Regions from separate parts of the Mus musculus genome. Here all the other regions are linked to region 3. A link is a contact called in public Hi-C data. All regions are on one chromosome and are shown on one strand. The core of a region is the stretch at or near the end of the contact, and the rest is flanking DNA. Distances in the headings are between cores, read along the strand shown.

Region 1 (2,714 bases), core at 43-2,542, 380 kb after region 3:
CAAAGTTGAACATAGAGGGTAAATGTCTAAGAACAATGCCCATGACAATATCAATGGTTGGCTAGGAAGAGCAATCACATGTGGCCTCAAAGTGAGGGGAGGCAGATATTTCCTCAGGTTTACAGGAACACAGTTTCTGCACTTGCATTTATTCCAATTGCTAACTATGTGCATAGTGTGCAAAGAATGAATACTTAACACAGCTCTCCTCTTTTCAAAAAAAATACACACACACACATACACACACACATATATATATATGTATATACATATATATATATATATATATACATATATATATATACCCACAGTGTTCTTTTAATTCTAATGACTACCTCAAAAAGAATACCTCTTTAAAAACAAAACCAGGACATGGAGCTATCTGGGTAGAGAAGATGACCTGGGAGGAAGAGGGTGAACATGATCAATATATTGTACAAGATACTTAAGTGATTAACAAAAAGTGGTTTTTAATTAATGACTAGCTCAGGGCCGTAGAGACGACTCATTAGTAAAGAGCACTGTGCTTTTCCAGAGGCCCGGGTTTGGATTCCCAGCAGCTATGTGGGGTCTCACACCTACTGCAGGTCCAGGTCCAGAGAAAATGCTGTTCCGGCTACTGCAGGCACTAGGCACACACATGGTGCACAGATACAGAAGTAGGCAAAATGCCCATACATATAACATAAAATCATAAAAATTTTTAAAGAACTTGATTTTGAAAATACATAAAGGTAGGAGTGCATATCTGAAAACCTTTTCTTGGTGTCCCAGAAAGGATGGCATATTTCTCAGAGTTAAGATCATCTATGGAAAACATCAAGTATCTAAGTATGTTACAATATTCTAACAATGCCTAAGTGAACACACACACACAGAGAGAGAGAGAGAGAGAGAGAGAGAGAGAGAGAGAGAGAGGTGACTTTCAATTCCAAAGAGACGCCTCCCTCCTCAGTCACATCCCGACAGCTCTCATTGACTAGATCTAGCGTCGAATTCACTTTGCAGTTAAGCCTGTGCAAGCGCTCTGCCCAGGACTATCTCTGGCAGCACAAACTCCTACAGCTGTCACTGAGTCACATGGAACGTCAGGCAGGAGTTTTGTTTTTTAATGATTTTATTTTGGTCTTGGGGGAGGAGGGCAGGCAAGAAAGACAGCACAAGATGAAGAAAAGCTGTCAGGAAAGTAGACACATTCCGAAAGCCAAACAAGCTGCTTCCTGGAACAGTGTCACTTTCTGCGTTGTTTATCACACGCTGAAGTAATCTGCACATTGCTAGGGAAGGTGGAACTTTCCATGCATTCCCGCCATCCTAAAAGCCAATGGCTGTCCCCTCCCACTGCTGCCTTGTTACTATGGAAACGATGATGCACAGCAGGACAAGGAATGACATCATAGGATTTAAATAGAGATAGTAACAAAGGGGCCTTCTGTAATATACACAGAAATTGCTTTCCTTTGGCAAAGTATTCTGAAATATATATATTTGCAATAGGTACAAATATTTACTTAGCTACATTATAATCGATCCTATAAGAATAGCACCTAGCAGTAAAGATGCTTTACCCAACTTTGTTCCAAATTATTTCTTTCTTTTTTTTTTTTTTTTAAAAAAACCCAAACATCTTTTTTTTTTAAAATTTATTTATTTATTTATTATATGTAAGTACACTGTAGCTGTCTTCCGACAGTCCAGAAGAGGAAGCCAGATCTCATTACGGGTGGTTGTGAGCCACCATGTGGTTGCTGGGATTTGAACTCCGGACCTTCGGAAGAGCAGTCGGGTGCTCTTACCCGCTGAGCCATCTCACCAGCCCCCAAATTATTTCTTTTTCTGTTTTCCATCTTGAAATTTATTGAATAAACAAAATGCAGCTGATACACCAGTGTGAAACTAATATAAAGATATCCATTATTCTGCATATTTACTAAAGGTGGATTTTAAAGTTAAGATAATAACTTAGAAAAAGAAATGCATAGACATTTATCGTAGAAGCTGTGGTCTACTTAAGTGAATAATGTAAGTGTCTTTAATATAAATGTTAAGATTATTTTTAAAGGGCATGAAATTGAGAGTCAGGTGCTACAAGGAGAGTTGTAAAAGCATTGTCAGGGTGGCAGGATTCCATGGATGGGAAAAAAAACAAATAAAAATTGTGAATTACATGTTAAACTGAATTAGAATTAGTTCTCTTCCTTTCAAATATTACATGATGGTTAGCTTGTCTAATATGAAAAGAGCCTAGCCTAACACTTGCCAACCTAACCTGGAAAAAAAAATCATTTCAGCTTCATCTCAGCCTAGGAAAGTTTCTAAGACTCAAACTATCAAATGCTATGGTTAGCCTGGATGGCATCTTACTGCAGACTGATGGGTGTGCCCAAGACAACTGTCTTGGCTCCCTAATCTGGAAGATAAGAAGATGCCACTCATAGCATCAGGTTTGTATGAAAACTTGACCTAATAAAAAGTCAGCCGCATGTCAGGCATTCCATAAACGCTGGCTTGCTGGCACTGAAGATTCAGCATTCCCTGGCCGTATGGAGGTGGGCGGCTACAGGGCTGAAGGGAAAGCTCCCAGCTTGGCCTTAAGTTTGCTGTGAATGAGCTGTGAAGTGGGCTATCCACACAGCAGATAAGCAAGCTGTGGCTGCTCTTGGAAAAGGACACCACCCCACCTCAGCAATCCAGGGTAAGGTGCGGGAATTGGG
Region 2 (2,837 bases), core at 121-2,620, 440 kb after region 3:
GTGTTTTTATCCCACTCAAAAATAAACATGAATACTTAAGTGTAGAGCGTGCAGGTGGAGATGCCAGGACCTAAAGGAAGAACGACCCTTCCTTGTATGCAGATACGGTGACTGGCCAGGGTGGGCAGTCAGGGGTCCTGGAGTTAGCCCTTTATCTAGAGGACACTAACAAAGAAAATGCTTAGTGGGGCTGGGGACGCAGCTCAGTTAGTAGTGTGCTTGCCTAGCACACACAAAGCCCTGAGTTCAATCCCCATCACCAAATAACCGACGTGCGCATGCAATCCTGGTGCTCAGAATGTGAAAGAAGTAGGAGCAGAAGCTCAAAATCACCCTTGGATACATAGCGGGAAGGAGAGGGGGAGACAGACAGACAGACAGAGAGACAGACAGAGAGACAGAACAGGAAGAGAGACAAAGCCCTGTGTGATAGAATCTGGAGGCTTCAATGGCTACCTCAATTCAACAGAGCCCCTGTGCCATCCCCACAGACCCCGGAGTTGGTAGCCTAAGCCTCTAAGCAACTTCAGTCTTAGACCAACCCTCCCCCACCCCCCTATTAGTCAGAAACACACAGAAAACAGCAGGGCTGGCTGGCTCAGGGAGACTGGGAAATACAGTGGCATTTTTTTTTTTTTTTTTTTTTTTTTTTTTTTTGTTAATGAGCAGGAAACACAAGCTCCTGTGTGGAGCGAGAGGGGGAAAGGCACTGAAAGTAATTTATATCTGAAACTGTTTAGCTGCCCGTGGGAAACATGCTAATTCACAGCAGACCCCCATGTTTTGGGCTTTTTAAAATCAGTCTCTTTCTGTTTCCTGTTAGCAAAAAACCATTTTTTTCTCAATCCATTAGATTCTTCCAAGGGTTGATAAAGCTTGGAATCCTACATATCCTATGAGAAGTAATCAAAACTCCTAATTAAAGTTTTGTTCTCACAGTGAAGCCTTGAACCTGTGCCCTTTGGCTCCGTGGCTAATTCATTTTGCTCTCCAGCCAAAGGATAAATGGATGTCGGGGGGGGGGGGAGGGGGGAGCTAGTATCAGAAATTTATTAGCCATCGTTTCTGTTTTGGAAAGAGAAATCTTCTTGCTGTAACAGGACAGCTCAGAGTCTGTTGTGCATCCCTGCATCCCTGACACCCCAGCTCAGAGTCACATCACAGCTGGCAGTCGGTGTGAGGTGACTGAAGCCTTGCCGGGACCCATCACCAGTGGCCCATCAGTCTCTCTGGCAAGGGAGACAGGAACAGCTTGCCAAACAGGTCACGGAACCTATCGATGGGAAACTGGAAGTGGGCCTGACACAGACAGCTTGGTCATCTTGCTAATTTTAAGCAGACAATCCATATTCGGAGGTTTGGAGGGCTGCCTGGGATCTGCTCGCCACAAAAGCAAACTGGAGCGTACAAATGAAGGCGGAGATGAGCCACCTGCTCATTCCCCAAGGCAGACTTCATCTTCTTCCGAAGTCAAAATACTTTTCCAACCACAGGTCTAAATATTTGGAATTGGAGGCAAAGCTGGAACATGCGGTCAGGCCTAGATATACACGTGTATCTGTCACCTCACGCTCAACCCGGGCACACTTGAGAGCCACCCCGTCATCTCACATAACTGGGAAGGACAAACATTTTCTAAGACTTTTAGATTTGCTTTCATTTAATTTTATATTATTTTACTGTATTGCCATGGGGTCTCTAACTCCTGAGTTCAAGTCACCCTCCTGTCTTAGTCTTTTCCATAGCTGATGCTACAGGCCTGTACCAGCCAGGAGAACATATTTTATAGACTTTCAGTGTTGCAAAGTGTCACTAGAACATATAAGCCCTGGTAGTATCTGAAGCTCCCAATGCTGGCCTAATTGTAATTTAGAGGAAGAGATACTCCAAATTCAAACATCAATGCAGCACATGTCTCGGCCCTTTTCCTTTTTGGCAATAATGAAAGTACCACTTTGGAGACCTTCGGAGACTGCTTGGAAATTTCTGGAAAGTAAATGACACGTAAATGCTTCCTTTCTGCAACCAAGTGTCAGTCATTATGCAAAATTAGTTTTTGCTTCCTAAACATCTTTTGTGTTCATAAAGAGTTCTTGCTGGAAGAGGGAGGGGTATAGACAGATGAAAAGGAAACTCTGGGATGGGAACAGCAGCAGACATTGAGAGACTCAGAAGAGTCCGCCCAAAGGGTGACCTCATATCCTTCTCTGGGGCTTCTAGAAGGGACTAGTGGCTTCCTAAAATAGATGGAAAGTTGATATCGCATGAGCATCCTAACTAATCAAGATGAAGCACACCTGTGGGTCATCTTCCTCTCCATCACCCACCAGTAGCTTCCCCCAGCACCTGGCAAGTCCTCTAATGTTCATGAGCTCCAACGGACTGTGAGGAGATAGAGGGATGAAATTTGAATAGGCCAAGTGGCCAATTCATTGATCTTCATAGTCTGTTCTGTGATGTAACAACAATGTCTTTTGAAGACAGAGGCTTAAGTATCCAGGTTGGCCTGTAACTCATTATGTAGCTAAGGATGATGTCGGTCATTTGACCCTCCTGCTTCTACCTCACAAATGCTAATATTACAGCTGTGGTGGTTTGAATATACTTGGCTCAATGGGAGGTGACATTATTAGGAGATGTGGCCCTAATGGACAAGGTGTGGCCTTCTTAGAGGAAATGTATCAATGCAGAGGCGGGACTTTAGGGTCTCATACGTACCCTCAAGCTTCGCCCAGTGTGGAATTCAGTATCAGGAATCAAATCAAGGCTTCACATACGCTAGACAACCACTATCCCAACTGAACCACACCTCCAGCCCCATTTACTTACTTGAAATG
Region 3 (2,980 bases), core at 399-2,898:
TCAACAATGGCCACCAGTGCTCTCTGTCACCATTGGCACCCTGACAGCTTCACAGTGTCTTGTAATTAGAAAGAAAAACACTCCCTCCCTCTGAGCCATCTTCAGATGAGGGTACCATAGCTGGCTCCTTGGGCCTCAGGTTATTGGAAGCTTTATTGCAACACCTGTTAGCTTCCCTATTCAGCTTCTACTCTTCAAGGGGTGGACCGGTACCACCAGGACATCAGCAGCTGGGAGGACTCGTGTTGCTTAGACTTCTGTTTAGGAGCACGGAGAGAGGAAACTCAAGTGCGCAGAGCAATATTGTGACGATTTAAAGTTTACGTTTTCCGTTAGAAAGGTGGAATACATTTTGAAAGTTGAAAATGTTGAAAAGTGACTCAGTTGTGCTTATTACTTACAGTTCCAAGAGACATAATACACCAAACACTGCTGTGTCTCTATACATTTCTCTAGGAAGCTCATAATTCCAAGTTTACAACAATTTCACAAACCTTTATTTTGACAGGGTTTCAAGAGCGCTACAGAAAATCAGCTGAGAGTCTAGTAGAATTCTTGGAATGGAAGTCTTTGAGTCTTTGAGGGGGTTCTTTCCCCATCCAGGGGTGGAACCAAGATCTTCTTGGAGTATGAGGACGTTCAGGACGATGGTGACGGGTCACCAAGACTGCTCCTTGTTCTTTGCTGCAGCAGTTATGATTTAATCTTTACAGTTTGACTTTACCCTGTGGTTTCATGTGTCTTCCAATCTGCATCGCCAGCCTTGGTCTCTGCTGAACGCTCGGTGTGTGGCAGTCCAGATCACACCTAGCAGGCATCCGTCTTTATCCACAGCTCTGTGTCTGAAGACAGATTCACTCTTCCCTCTTCTCCCCCAACCAGCTCCAGGTCAGGTGTTGCCTACTTGGGAAATGGCGACATTTTGCTAGTCTGTAGGAAACATGCTAAATAATTTTCAAAGAAGAGAGAGGATTTAGAAACTTGTTTACTTCCTGGAACTGAGATGAGAGCATCTCCCTTTTTCTCATTGCTTCAAAAGATGCATATACATATGAATGCATGTATGTATGAATGCACATATTATGAATGCATGTACGTGTGAATGCATGTATGTATGATTTGTACATGTTTGTGTGTGGGTGCACTGTGCTATGGCACTGTCATGGAGGCAAATGGGCAACTTGTGGCAGTCAGTTCTCTCCTTCCACCATGTGAGCCCTGGGGAACAAACTCTAGTCATCAGGATTGGTGGCAAGTTCCATCACCCATTGAATGATCCCACCAGCTCCCCTCTTACTGTTTTTAAACAGAGAGAATCTAACAAAGCAGAACCATTGCAGAAAATTATAGTAGCTTCAGGAAAAGGAGAGAGAGAGAGAGAGAGAGAGAGAGAGAGAGAGAGAGAGAGAGAGAGAGATGAAGGAATGACTTTGTCTTTGTGTTGAGATGGGGTTAGGCAGGGATTCCAGAGCCAGATGCCATTTTGGAATGAAGTCAGTGGCCATTGCTCCGGCATTCCCAGCATCCCAGGGGAGCAGGAGTTGGGCGTTCACTACTGGTGATGCAGCATCTCCAGCCAGCACGGCTCCATGCAGCTGGGCACCAAGCATGCTGATGACGTCACCGAGCACAGCTGCTGCAATATCTGCTTTGGAGTTTGTTCCCAGCCTGGCTTAGACTTGGCATTGTTCTGGCTGGGCCTGAGCAGTCAGTGGAAGTCTTTAGGCACATTCTGTGCTTTCTAGGCTTGTCCAGGATACAATTTACTTCTCTGATCTATTTATCCCGAAAAAGGAGGTTGCAGCCGCTGCTGTTGCTCGTAATTCTTTCTTCATGGTGTCTTTCCACACCAGTGTCAAGAGAGAGAATGTGGACTGACAGCTGATTCTCCCTGACTCTTTGTCTTCCAGTTCAATGATACACATTAGCAGAGACTGAGCTGTCCCGGGGGAGAGCAGACTCCACACCCAGGCAATCTGGCTTTGAATCCTACTCCCACCATCTGATGAGCTATATGATATTGAGCAAAAGACTTAATTTCCCTAAGTCTCAATTACTTCATTTATTAAAAGTAAATACTAATCTTACACGACTATTTTAGTAGTGTGCTTGACCTATGCAATTGTAGTTATTGTAGCTTTTCTTACTGATGATTCATTTCATAACATTTATAGTAAAACTAAAAGTCTATCATTTCTAAGATGTATCTTTAACCTAGTAGCCATTTGTTATGTAATTGTAACATCAACCATTAATTTCACTTTCATTAGAGCATGTGCCATAGACGAAGCTGAGATTTTTGTTTTTTTTTTGCTATATTTAACAACTAAGCTTTAATAATCAGCCCAAGATCTCAGAGTTTTTAGAAGTAGAATCAAAACTTTGTCAGATTCTGCTCTGTTCTTTTTTCTATTGTTCCACGGTGATTTGGACTTTGAATAGGTTGTTCAATCGATATTTGTTGAAAGTTGCCTTGGCACTAGAAGGAGAGGGATGAAATCAGGTGTGAAGAACTAGCTGTCAATAGCGAAGCTGTAGAGGGAAGCTGATTTAAGGCCATTCCCCCAAGAGCTGGGTTCTTCATACAAGGCACACATGTTGCTACTTTATGTGCTCTGAGTGCAATGCATCTGTATGTGAAACCTGAAGGCATCTTTATAAATCATGGTACCCTGTACAATGGATACATGACATGACAAAAGTTTGTAAATCAGTTATTTGGGAATTCATAAAATGTTCTCTGATCCTAGCCACTTATCTCCCGGGTCCTCTCGGACCCATTCCTATTCTCTACTGCCCAACTTTGTATCATTTGTTTTTTCTTTCTTAAATACCAACCAAGTCCAATCTGTGCTGTCTGTATATTCTTGGATGTATGGCCTTCCACTGGAGTGTGGGTGACTTATCAGGAGCTACATCTATAAAGAAAACTGACTCTTTCTTTCTCCCAGCAGCTCTCCATGGCCAATAGATCCTCAGC

What was found. A called contact is a pair of places that touch in the nucleus more often than the background predicts.
Region 1: a contact with region 3 is called in a Hi-C map of myocytes, with 3 times the contacts expected there. The contact joins two enhancer-like sites. A contact is called at or near these places in 7 of 484 Hi-C or Micro-C datasets (the C2C12 cell line, the N1E-115 cell line, cerebral cortex and 2 more), 3 of 115 datasets of contacts at active chromatin or transcription factors (embryonic basal ganglia, pancreatic cancer cells and stem cell-derived neural progenitor cells) and 1 of 9 other capture datasets (embryonic stem cells).
Region 2: a contact with region 3 is called in a Hi-C map of myocytes, with 2.8 times the contacts expected there. The contact joins two enhancer-like sites. A contact is called at or near these places in 3 of 484 Hi-C or Micro-C datasets (bone marrow-derived macrophages, myocytes and nephron progenitors).

Annotation. Positions count from the first base shown.
Region 1 is chr13:97,389,154-97,391,867 of GRCm38.p6, reverse strand. No RefSeq gene overlaps it. Among named protein-coding and RNA genes, the nearest start is that of Gm33447, 14 kb to the right of the region's middle. Within about 2 kb of position 1,292, at least 96 of the 459 cell types and tissues checked have an H3K27ac peak or open chromatin away from gene starts, as enhancers often do. A contact at or near this core is called in the C2C12 cell line, the N1E-115 cell line, cerebral cortex and 3 more, where this site is marked.
Region 2 is chr13:97,335,929-97,338,765 of GRCm38.p6, reverse strand. No RefSeq gene overlaps it. Among named protein-coding and RNA genes, the nearest start is that of Gm33390, 38 kb to the right of the region's middle. Within about 2 kb of position 1,370, at least 22 of the 459 cell types and tissues checked have an H3K27ac peak or open chromatin away from gene starts, as enhancers often do. A contact at or near this core is called in myocytes, where this site is marked.
Region 3 is chr13:97,773,884-97,776,863 of GRCm38.p6, reverse strand. No RefSeq gene overlaps it. Among named protein-coding and RNA genes, the nearest start is that of Rps18-ps4, 24 kb to the right of the region's middle. Within about 2 kb of position 1,648, at least 96 of the 459 cell types and tissues checked have an H3K27ac peak or open chromatin away from gene starts, as enhancers often do. A contact at or near this core is called in the C2C12 cell line, the N1E-115 cell line, cerebral cortex and 3 more, where this site is marked.